Linked DNA regions of Mus musculus: all the other regions are linked to region 2. The links are chromatin contacts, called in public Hi-C and promoter capture Hi-C maps. All regions are on one chromosome and are shown on one strand. The core of a region is the stretch at or near the end of the contact, and the rest is flanking DNA. Distances in the headings are between cores, read along the strand shown. Region 1 holds the start of Klhl28 (kelch-like 28). Region 2 holds the start of Pnn (pinin). Region 3 holds the start of Prpf39 (pre-mRNA processing factor 39).

What was found. Promoter capture Hi-C pulls out the DNA fragments that hold promoters and counts their contacts. A called contact is a pair of places that touch in the nucleus more often than the background predicts.
Region 1: a contact with region 2 is called in a promoter capture Hi-C map of pre-B cells. The contact joins the promoter of Klhl28 here to the promoter of Pnn in region 2. A contact is called at or near these places in 8 of 39 promoter capture datasets (the C10 cell line, the HPC-7 cell line, cranial neural crest and 5 more) and 15 of 484 Hi-C or Micro-C datasets (B cells, CD4 T cells, the G1E-ER4 cell line and 8 more).
Region 3: a contact with region 2 is called in a Hi-C map of B cells, with 7 read pairs. The contact joins the promoter of Prpf39 here to the promoter of Pnn in region 2. A contact is called at or near these places in 4 of 39 promoter capture datasets (cranial neural crest, frontonasal cranial neural crest, pre-B cells and 1 more) and 1 of 484 Hi-C or Micro-C datasets (B cells).

What each region holds. Positions count from the first base shown.
Region 1 is chr12:64,963,447-64,966,945 of GRCm38.p6, forward strand. Klhl28 (kelch-like 28) reads right to left here and starts at 2,090. Exons shown (of 5, transcript NM_025707.3): 1 at 1,963-2,090. It overlaps Togaram1 (TOG array regulator of axonemal microtubules 1), which reads left to right and starts at 2,296. Exons shown (of 20, transcript NM_177805.3): 1 at 2,296-3,499. The coding sequence starts at 2,531.
Region 2 is chr12:59,065,378-59,068,733 of GRCm38.p6, forward strand. It overlaps Pnn (pinin), which reads left to right and starts at 1,542. Exons shown (of 9, transcript NM_008891.2): 1 at 1,542-1,738; 2 at 2,402-2,473; 3 at 2,908-2,976; 4 at 3,349-3,356. The coding sequence starts at 1,626.
Region 3 is chr12:65,034,698-65,038,146 of GRCm38.p6, forward strand. It overlaps Prpf39 (pre-mRNA processing factor 39), which reads left to right and starts at 1,637. Exons shown (of 14, transcript NM_177806.3): 1 at 1,637-1,771.

The DNA of each region.
Region 1 (3,499 bases), core at 840-3,339, 5.9 Mb after region 2:
TACATCAGTCTCCTGTTCCCTTTCATGTGGACTGGGTTCCTGAAGTCTCAGCATACATGAAAAGAAGTATGCATGTAAGCTTTTGAGGTTGGATATGAGAATCTGTCTTTCTGTCCCTCCAAGCTCCCATAATAGTGTAGGTGTAATTCAGAACCTTGCACATGTTAGGCAAGTGCTCTCTAAGACCTACACCCAGCCATCCGGTACTCATTCTTTTTCACTGACCAGCATTATAATCATCTCTTGGTTTTCATTTCCATCCTTACTCTCTCTAAAAATAGAAAATGGGTGGGGACAGCAGCACGTCTGTTATTGTTTTTCTACTAAAATACATGTGTTAAACCAAACTCAGGCAGATCTACTTATACATCCAAATGATGAATGAAGGCTGTGGACGACACTCAGTGGCAGAACACTTCCCAGCATGAACAAAGCCCCTCGGTTCAGTGTTCAGGACAGTGAAATAACACAGAACAGCAGCAGCAAACCACAAAACAGAAGATAAAAGAAAGTGAAGAAACCCACCAAAGCTTTAAACCAAAGCACAGGATACATGGTTATACAGCCTCATTTATATTAATACTTTTTCCAAAATAAAAAATTAAGAACATTTTAATTATGTTATAATAAAAACTAATAAATACAATTTCAACTTGCATCACCAGGAGTATTAATTATTGTTATAAAGCACTTTGATACATGTGACTCAATTATTTCAAGATTTCAAAAAATAATATAGCTGGGTATGGTGGCACAGGGCTTTAATCCCAACACTTGGGAGGCAGAGGCAGGCAGATCTCTAAGTTGGAGGCCAGCCTGGTCTACACAGGGAGTTCAGAACAACTAGGACTAGACAGGAAAACCCAGTCTCAAAATAATAAAATAAAATAAAATAAAAATTGAGAGATATCCATTTAATACAAAGAGGGACAGAAATACTTTTGCATTTGAAGAATATAAGCTTGGAACTTCAAATTATAACTCAGTCTTTTCTCACTGAAAAGTAATTGTATTATTTCTTTTAAAAGTCTGCCGAACAACAACAAATCTGTTTTCAAGCTTGGTTTGACAGTGCACACTGGTAATCTCAACAATCAGAAGACTGATAGGAGGGTCAAGACTTCAAGACCAGCTTGGGCTATACAGTAATTCAGCATTAATGTTTCAAATACAGACACACAAAAAAGTTGCTCTTTCATGCCCCAAAGGGGTGTGGCCGTATAGGAGATACTCTTAGTTGAACTGAGTCTATTTATAGTTTCTTTTACAAAAAAAAAAAAAACACTCATCAGCTATCAAATTCTCATTTTGCTTAAAATAATGTCTATCAACCTAAATCCTCTGTGCAGAATTCTCTTAGGACTGTAATGCTAAGAACTTGCACCACAACTGAAATTGTCTAGCGATCTCCGTCTCCAGGAGACTGAAAGACTGCAGAGACTCTGGAGTATCCTAGGGGAGATGGGAAAGGTGGAGGTGGGGCGAAAGGAAAAGTCCCACAGAGGAGTTAAAAGATAAAGGCTTTAAGCACTCCGTTTAATGCAAAGGGGAAAACACTGATTCTACCTATCTATAAGAAAACTTGGTGATGCGGACAATGAAAAGGGACAGAAGCCTTTAACACTCCATAGCCAGCGGGTGAAGAGAGGAAAAGGAGGCAAGGGAGAAGAGGGCGGGGCGAGGAAGGTCCCCAACGACAAGAAAGTCTTTTTTAAAAAAGTACTCTGTGTGCTTGGCCTCGGTTAGGTTCTCCTGTACTACTAAGCAGGCTGCAGGTAGAAAGAATCTTATTTTGGACAGCAGTGAGTAGAACGTTTACAATGGTAACCAGCACTGTGCAGAACATGTCGTCTCTCTCTGCCTGCTCTGGTCCAGTTCTTTGCCTCGCATTCTGGCTCCTGGGGCACTCGGGGAACACACCACCAAAGCCTGCACCACTGTATAATAGCAAAAGGAAAATACCTGAGTCCCAGGAATAACACCTGCAGCAACAGGAGGAGGAGCCACGGAAAACTGGAACCCGGGATGGGATCCTCTCTTGCTCCCGTCAAACCTCAACTCTTATGGGTGGGGTGGAAAACTTCCGCCCCGGACAAGGGAGCGTCATTTCCGTCTAAGGCCTTGACCCCGCCTCTTCATTCTGGCTACGTTCAGACTTCCTCTTCCAGGAATCTTCGGCCTATGCTTTAAGTCCTTACATGGACTACATAACCCAGCATCCACCGCGGCAGATTGGTTTCCGGGTCAAGAGGTCCGCTCTGGGTGCATCACCATGGAAGCGCTCGGTTTGGTCACGTGGTGGCCCTGGTTACGCCGGGTGGCGCCTGTGGGGTCCCAGGCTCAGCGGGGGCCATTTTGCCGGAGGCTGGCTCCGGGAGTGGAAGGCCCGAGCGGCCTGGCAGCTGACCGGAGCCGTTCCTTCTCTTCCTCTGCAGCTCGGGGCTTGGAGAGGAACTGGAAGGCTGGGCTTCATCCAGCCCTCCCAAGACGGCAATGGTTCCCTCCAGCTCTCGCTACCTGACGACCCTCCATGGCGGCCGCGCCTTCCGAGCTGCTCCCGCTGCCGCCTCCTGCGACCCCTGGTTCCTATCGCCTCCTGAGCCGCTGTCGTCCTTACGCCCCAGGGACTGATGGTCGTCGATCCGGGGGCACCATGAGAGGCGAGAAAAACTATTACTGCCGTGGGGCTGCCGGGGATCATGGCTCCTGCCCCGCGACGCCGTCGCCTCTGGCCTCGACCCTCCTGTTACCGGCGGAGGCTGTTTCAACTAGCTGGTCCGGGCCTGGAAGTGGGCTCTCGGGCGGAGATGAGGAGGAGACTCGGCTTCTTCAACTCCTGCGCACCGCACCGGATCCTTCCGAGGCGTTCCAGGCTTTGCAGGCTGCCTTGCCGCGGCGAGGCGGCCGGCTTGGCTTTCCCCGCCGCAAGGAAGCCTTATATCGGGCGCTGGGCCGAGTGCTTGTGGAAGGCGGCAGTGAGGAGAAGAGGCTCTGCTTGCAGCTTCTCTCGGACGTTCTTCGGGGTCAGGGCGAGGCGGGTCAGCTGGAAGAGGCCTTCAGTTTAGCGCTTTTGCCTCAGCTCGTTGTCTCGTTACGAGAAGATAACCCTGCCCTACGGAAAGATGCGCTGCAGATCCTGCATATTTGTCTTAGGCGTAGTTCTGGGCAGGTCCTGCGAACTCTCATCCAAGGCCTGGAAAGTCCAGATGCCCGGCTTAGAGCTTCCACTGCGCTGTTGCTCCCTATCTTGTTCACTCCTGAGGATTTGTTGCAGGGTTTGGATCTCACTGAAGTAATAATATCTCTGGCCCGAAAGCTTGGCGATCAGGAGATGGAAGAAGAATCCGAGACAGCCTTCTCTTCACTTCAACAAATTGGAGAACGACTTGGTCAAGAGAGGTTTCACTCCTACATCTCGCGTTTGCCTTCTGCACTGAGGAGGCACTACAATCGCCGCCTGGAGTCCCAGTATGGAAGTCAGGTTCCTTATTATTTGGAG
Region 2 (3,356 bases), core at 292-2,791:
ATAGTAAAATTTAAAAGATCCTATCTTTTATGTATAGATAACTCAGTGAAACCTTGTTTACAATTAGAATTAAATAATTTTTAGACTTAATTGCTTTTTACCAAAGAAAAAATCTTGGTTTTCTATATTGCTTCCTGCTAATATGCTATACACCTTCAAGCTTCTTCAAAGATATTTCCTGTCACCCTCTCCTTTTCTCCCTTTCTCTCTCTCCCTCTCCCCCTCCCCACCCTTCTCTCTGAGGGGGAGTAAGTATTTCCAGACAGGATTCTCTGGCTGTCCTGGAACTAGCTCTGTAAACCAGGCTAATCCACCTGCCTCAACCTGTCATGTGCTGGGATTAAAAGGCATGTTACCACCTGACTTTTCTCTTCTTCTTCTTCTTCTTCTTCTTCTTCTTCTTCTTCTTCTTCTTCTTCTTCTTCTTCTTCTATTTCTTCTTCTTCTTCTCCTCCTCCTCCTCCTCCTCCTCCTCCTCCTTCTCCTCCTTCTCCTCCTCCCCTTCCCCCCTTCTTCTTTTTGGTTTTGGTTTTATTCAAGACTGGGTTTTTCTGTGTATCCTTGGCTGTCATGGTATTCGTTTTGTAGATAACAGGTGCTGTTAACATTGATAAGATAATGAAATTCTTCCTCACCTATCCAGTTATGAGCCTCCACACAAATAGCATACAGGATAAGACCAAGTTACTGTTACTAAAAACAAAACAAAAATTCTTGTTCCTTTTCAGGGAGAAAACTTGTAAGGATTTGACCTTTGCATTTGTGTAACATTTTTCCGAACTAAAACGTGTACCTCTATGTCAAGTACAAAACCAGCGTCCATATTGGCATTGTGGGTAGGGCAAAGTGGAATCCAGAAAATACACACAGGAAACCACTGGCAACTTCTCCAGACCCTCTATTATACCCGCAGGCATTAGGCCCTGCTGGAAACAACTTTGCTCAGGATCAGAATATAAATTGCCTCTTCATCGAGATCTGACGACCTGTTGGACCTAGGTCCGCAGCCTCAATTTCCTTATCATTAAGCACCATCTCATTCAAGTTTCTAGTTTTTAACGACTAAGGCACGCAAAGCGATTCTCAGTGTCCACAATAACTATTAGCTGTTAGGATGAAGACTCCTGGTGGTTCAGTTCACTAATGGAAGACAGCCTGCGCCTCCCTGCACTCTGGGCATGCGCAACAGCCATTATTTGCCATGCCCTTTTCTGATTAAACCTCTTGGGGAAGGAAAAAAAGGATGTATAGCCTCTTCCGTCCCATGGGAAGAGTTTAGGCGCACTATGAAGTCAGCGACATGTCAAGTTTAAGAGGATGCCTTTGCAGACCCCCGAGATTGGATCTATCACACCGACGTAATCCCTCCCCGCTCTGCGCAAGCAGCGGAGCGCAACCACGGCAGGCGGCGAGGGGAGGAGCTGAGTGACTTGCCGGCTTCTCATTGGTCCAGAATCACGGATCGACAAGCTTCTTCCCCTTCCGGTCCTCGGGTGGTCCAGGCCCGAGAAGAAGCCCGCGATCATTGGCTGGGGCCGGCTGTCAGTCCTTCCGCGTGGAGCGGCGGGCGCGGTGCGGCGCTGCGCGGCCTGGAGAGCGGTCGCGAAGCCTGCTGCAGAGAGAAGATGGCGGTCGCCGTGAGAGCTTTGCAGGAGCAGCTAGAGAAGGCCAAAGAGAGCCTCAAGAATGTGGACGAGAATATCCGCAAGCTCACCGGGCGGGACCCGAATGATGTGAGGTACGGATCGGACGGAACCCCAGAGGTTGGCGAGGTCCGGGGCCTCGGGGCCGGGCGCACCCGGGACAGAGGGCAACCGGCCGCTTGTGGGCCGACTGGGGTCAAGGGGCCCGTTTCCCGGGCGGCGGGCGAGCCCTCTGCTCGGCTAGGCGGGGAGACGCCATGCCTGCGCCTAGGGCACTGGGTGCGAGTGCTTGCGAATGGAAGGAAGGCCCGCCCGGCTGCCCGGCGTGGTTTCCGCGCCCCCGGGAAGGCCGAGACCACGGCTTCCCGCCCTTGGCGCTGCAGGCCCGGAACTGCAGTACAAAGCCCCTTTCCACCCCTGCGGCTCCGAACCCTTGTCAAGTCGGAGACCCCCGGGGGAAGCAGTGGCTGCCTCTCCCTGCTGGCTTGGGTGTCCTTCCCTTGAGGTTGGCAGATAGGACCTGACCCAGACTTATTAATATGTAGCAGTCTCGAGATACATATATTTTCGTAACGGTGGTCTTGGGGAAGCAAGAAAGAGGATTTTAATGTTTGGTTTCGAAGAAGTGGATCTGAAACGGTCATTTTAGAATTATTTGTGTTCATTTCTACGTAGTGTGTACCTTAGTGTGTGGAAGTATATGAAGCCCTCTCATGTGTCTGCATAGGACTTTTACACTGATTATAATTCTTTTTTAGGCCCATCCAAGCCAGATTGCTGGCCCTTTCTGGTCCTGGTGGAGGTAGAGGACGAGGTAGCTTATTGCTAAGGTAAGGAGATGATAACTGCCTTGTTTCTAATAAATGTATTGCAAAAGTAGAGGTTGGAGAATATTAGAACAGTTTCATATGCACTACACTTGGGAGGCAGAGGCAGGCGGATTTCTGAATTCAAGGCCAGCCTGGTCTACAAAGTTACAAAGTGAGTTCCAGGACAGCCAGGGCTATACAGAGAAACCCTGACTGGGGGGTGGGGGTGGGGGGGGGACAGTTTCATATAAACTTAACTGTTTTTAAGTTCTGTTAAGGCTTTTGACATCTAAGAATGTAATTGGTGGTAGGGTGTTGTTCATGTAATTGTTTGCTTAAGTTTGCTTCACTTGTGTTTTTCTTCTTTATGAAATCAACTAAATTCTCTAGTCGACTAGAAATACCAGTTTCTGCTAATGTTTCTCGAGCTTTAGGTTGGATGTTTCTCATTGCAGGCGTGGATTCTCAGATAGTGGAGGAGGACCCCCAGCCAAACAAAGAGACCTGGAAGGGGCAGTCAGTAGGTATGGTTTCAAAAGATGTCTGGAGAGTCAGTACCCATCTTGTTTTCTGGGACACTACAGATATTTCTATGTCATTGGGATTGATTTGAACTGGGCTAGCCCAGTTTACAGAACTCAGTGGGATTAGAAGTAACACGTTCTGTTTTGTACTTTAAAAAACACCAAGAAACGTTTGGATATGAGAAGAGAGCAAAGCTTGGTTTGGAGCATCTTGCTTCCACCCCTCCCCCACCCCCCATAAGAAAGTGGTAAATGCGATATAAACTCAGTAGAATATGCCTTCTGGAGATGAGCATTTGAACACCCATTCACCTTTGATTGATTATGCATTTGATTCCATAGTGGTCATTTCAATTCTTTCTCCCGTGCTAGGCTGGGTG
Region 3 (3,449 bases), core at 387-2,886, 6.0 Mb after region 2:
CAGTATTTTGGTCTAACCACTTATTTCTTCGTTATACTTAGATCTGGGATATACAATTTACTTTAGGGCAAACTATGGCTTGATCGATTTTTAAAGTAGTTTGTGTGGCGTTCTTTTTGTTGCTGCTGCTGCTGCTTTGAGTTTCGTGTAACCTAGACTCACCTCAAGCTCAAGCAGCTGAATATTATCTCAAACTTCTGATTCTTCTTCTGCCACTACCCAAGTCGGATTATAGACTTGTATCATGATTCCTGGGTAATTTATGTTTTCATGTGATGAACACACTTTAGTCAAATCAAATAGAATACATAAGAATTCTTGAGCAGTGAATTAGGAGTTTGGGAAGGTAAAACAGTGAGAGAGTTGATGTGATTGTTAAAGACTGCCCTGACCATAGGAATGCAAGCATTTGGTTCACATACATACATACATACACAGGCAGACACATGCATAAAAATAAATACATCTTTAAAAAAACAATGCCCTCTCTTGACTGCCCTTTCAGATGGTATACGTTTAAAAGTTGCTGGGTTTTTGTTGTTGTTGTTTTGTTTGTTTGTTTTTCAAGACAGTGTTTCTCTGTGATCCTTGGCTGTCCTGGAACTCACTTTGTAGACCAGGCTGGCCTCGGACTCAGAAATCTGCCTGCCTCTGTCTCTGGAGTGCTGGGATTAAAGGTGTTCGCCACCACGCCTGGCAAGTTGCTGATTGTTAGAGAATACAAAACTGCCCAATTAAGAGGTAAAGGGAAAAGCGTGACTATTTCATGCCCAACGGGGAGGAGTTGGCTATTTGGGAGCAGAGAAGCAGTTGAAGAGGTTTATACACCGTTACAAATCATCTTAAGGGCTTGAGAGAGGGCTCCGCGGTTAAAAGCACTGACTGCTCTTCCAAAGGTCTTGAGTTCAAATCCAAGCAACCATATGGTGGCTCACAACCATCCCTAATGACACCTGACACTCTCTTCTGGTGCGTCTGAAGACAGCTACAGTGTACTTAGATATAATAATAAATCTTTTAAAAAATCATCTTAAAAAGAAACATTCTGGAGACCAGTTCTAGAGGGAAGAGTAAAAGCCCAGTTGTGAGTTCTCTGAAATTCCAAATGGAAGATCGGTGAGTGAGAAAACATTCGCTCGCTCAATTGTCTATAGTTTTACTGACGGAAGACGAGATTTTTTTTTAAAAAACGGATATTTAAGAGTGGGGACTAGGATATAAACAACTGAAGAGGGCTGCTAAGATCATCAACACCAAGCTGCCTCTCTTTGCCCTGAAAGTTTTATGCCCAAATCCTTCAGAGCCTTTAACTCTCAAGCCCAAATGGTTAGTTTCGACATGCAGAATACGATTTAATCAGCCCATACTGTTTTGAGGTTTAGAAGTTTTAGGCTGAATTTCTGGCCATTTCCTGACACATTTTTCATGTGTAAAGCCTTGGCGGTTAGGAAAAGAATTACGATATTTTAGAGGTTTTTTTTGGAGACTGACGCTGGGCAACAAGTGCTGCTTAGCACAACCGGCTTCGCTATGGTTTGGGAAGCTAAGTTTGCGACTGGAGGCCACCCGGGGCGGGGCCTCGGTTGCGCGCGTCACGTGACCGCTGCGCCTTCGGAGCCGCCGGCGCGTGCGCAGTGTGATCCCGAAGAGGCGGCGGCGGCGCTGGTGGTGGTGGCTGCGGTAGCTGCGTGGAGCGAGGCGGTGGCAGGCCCACCTTTGGCGATCTTGGCCCAGGCTTCGGCTCATGGCACCGAGCAGCATCCATAGTGAGGTAACTGGGGGCGGACGGCGTGAGGCGGGCGGCAGGGGAGGCGCCGGGACGGGAAGGGCCTGCGCCACCTCAGGCCGCACCGGGCCGCGGCCTCCCCCGCCTGTCCGGCTCGAGGCCTGGCGCGGGGCGCGCGTCTCCTTCCCAATCCCACCTGTTGGGAAGAGCAGGCCTGGGATCTGCACCTTGAGCGGCGCCTCGCTTCAGGGGTGCGGCGGGGCGGGAGCCTCAGCCTGGATTATCGAAGCTGCTAACTGCTGAGGCTGAGTCCCCTGCTTCTCTAGAGCCGAGGGCCAGAACGTTTCCCATTGCACAGCAGCGTAAGCAAGCGGGTTTTTTTTTTTTTGGGGGGGAGGGGGGGAGGGGAGGCGACGCGGACACTTGGAAACAGCCTAGTAGAGTCTTTTTTAAAAAACAATCTGCTTATATAGATTTTTTTTTTTAACCTTTCGTGCTCAGGAGTCTGCGCGGTCTTTAAGTTAGTAAATACTATTCGGCATTCCCAATGTTAAGGGATTAGTAGTAATGTAGTAAGATTAGTAATGATGCAGTAATACGGTGTAGCTTTATGCAGATTCAGATGCCCGGTGTTCACGAACTTAACACTAGAAAGCTAATCTAACGTTTTCAGAAATACTTTAAAATTTTCAGCTGGTAGAAATGGTAATGCTAGGACTGTACGGATTCATAGACAAGAATAGGAAGCTAAGGCCGGGACCCATGGCAGTTTTTTTTTTTATAGTTCGTTTGAGAAAAATAGCAACAGCTGTTAAATTCCTTACTCTTCTCGTGTTTATAATCTCATTCTAGAGTTAAAAACTGTTATTCCGTGTGTTATTCATGCGCACTGGAGCTGTGTCATGTGCATGAGAACAGGAGTACCGTGGTCCCTTGAGGCTTGGCAGCTAGTGTCTTTAACTGTTGAGCTGCCTCTCAGACCCCAGAATTTTTAAAAGACTCAATATTTAGTGCTATTTGTATCTTAAAGTTGAATTGAGGAACAAAAAATTTGAACATCGTTGTAAAAGTTAGAGTTTTATTTTCAGAGAGGAGCAAAATTGTCTGTTACGCGTTAAGAGCTCTGTGTAAGACATAATCTCTGACGATTATGGAGACATTGTAAATACATAAGCAAGGTTCAATTTCTGGGACCTAATTGTTTAAAATGAGGAAACAAGATGTCTGTGAACATCCTACTTAGTCTCTAAAAACCGGTTGCCAAAACCACTTGTTGTAATAACCCCTTTTACAGCCTAGGGATGCAGGTGACTCATCGGGGCTGAGACTCTGAGTGATTCCGGATTGGAAACCAGCTAGCTAGCTAAGGAATGACTTAATTGGTCTGTGGTAATGCTCAGTGATATATAGTGTGTTTTATATGTCTTTATGGGCATAGGCATGGGAAGCATTAGGGAAAGAAAGTATTAGAGTTCAGGTGCATCATATTTAATGAGTTTCATGTTTAAGTCATCTAAAATTCCTTTTAACTTTTAAAACAGCATACTGATTGTTAGGCAAGTGTTTAACTTAATAGACCTCAGATAAAATAAATGGCAATTTTCAGGATGGAGGAACTGTGTTTCGATGTTATGCATACTTAATTTCCTACCTCATATATTTAAGCCTGCCATCCCTATGATAAATTTTATAAGAAGATGTCATGGCATAAGTATCCATTAAT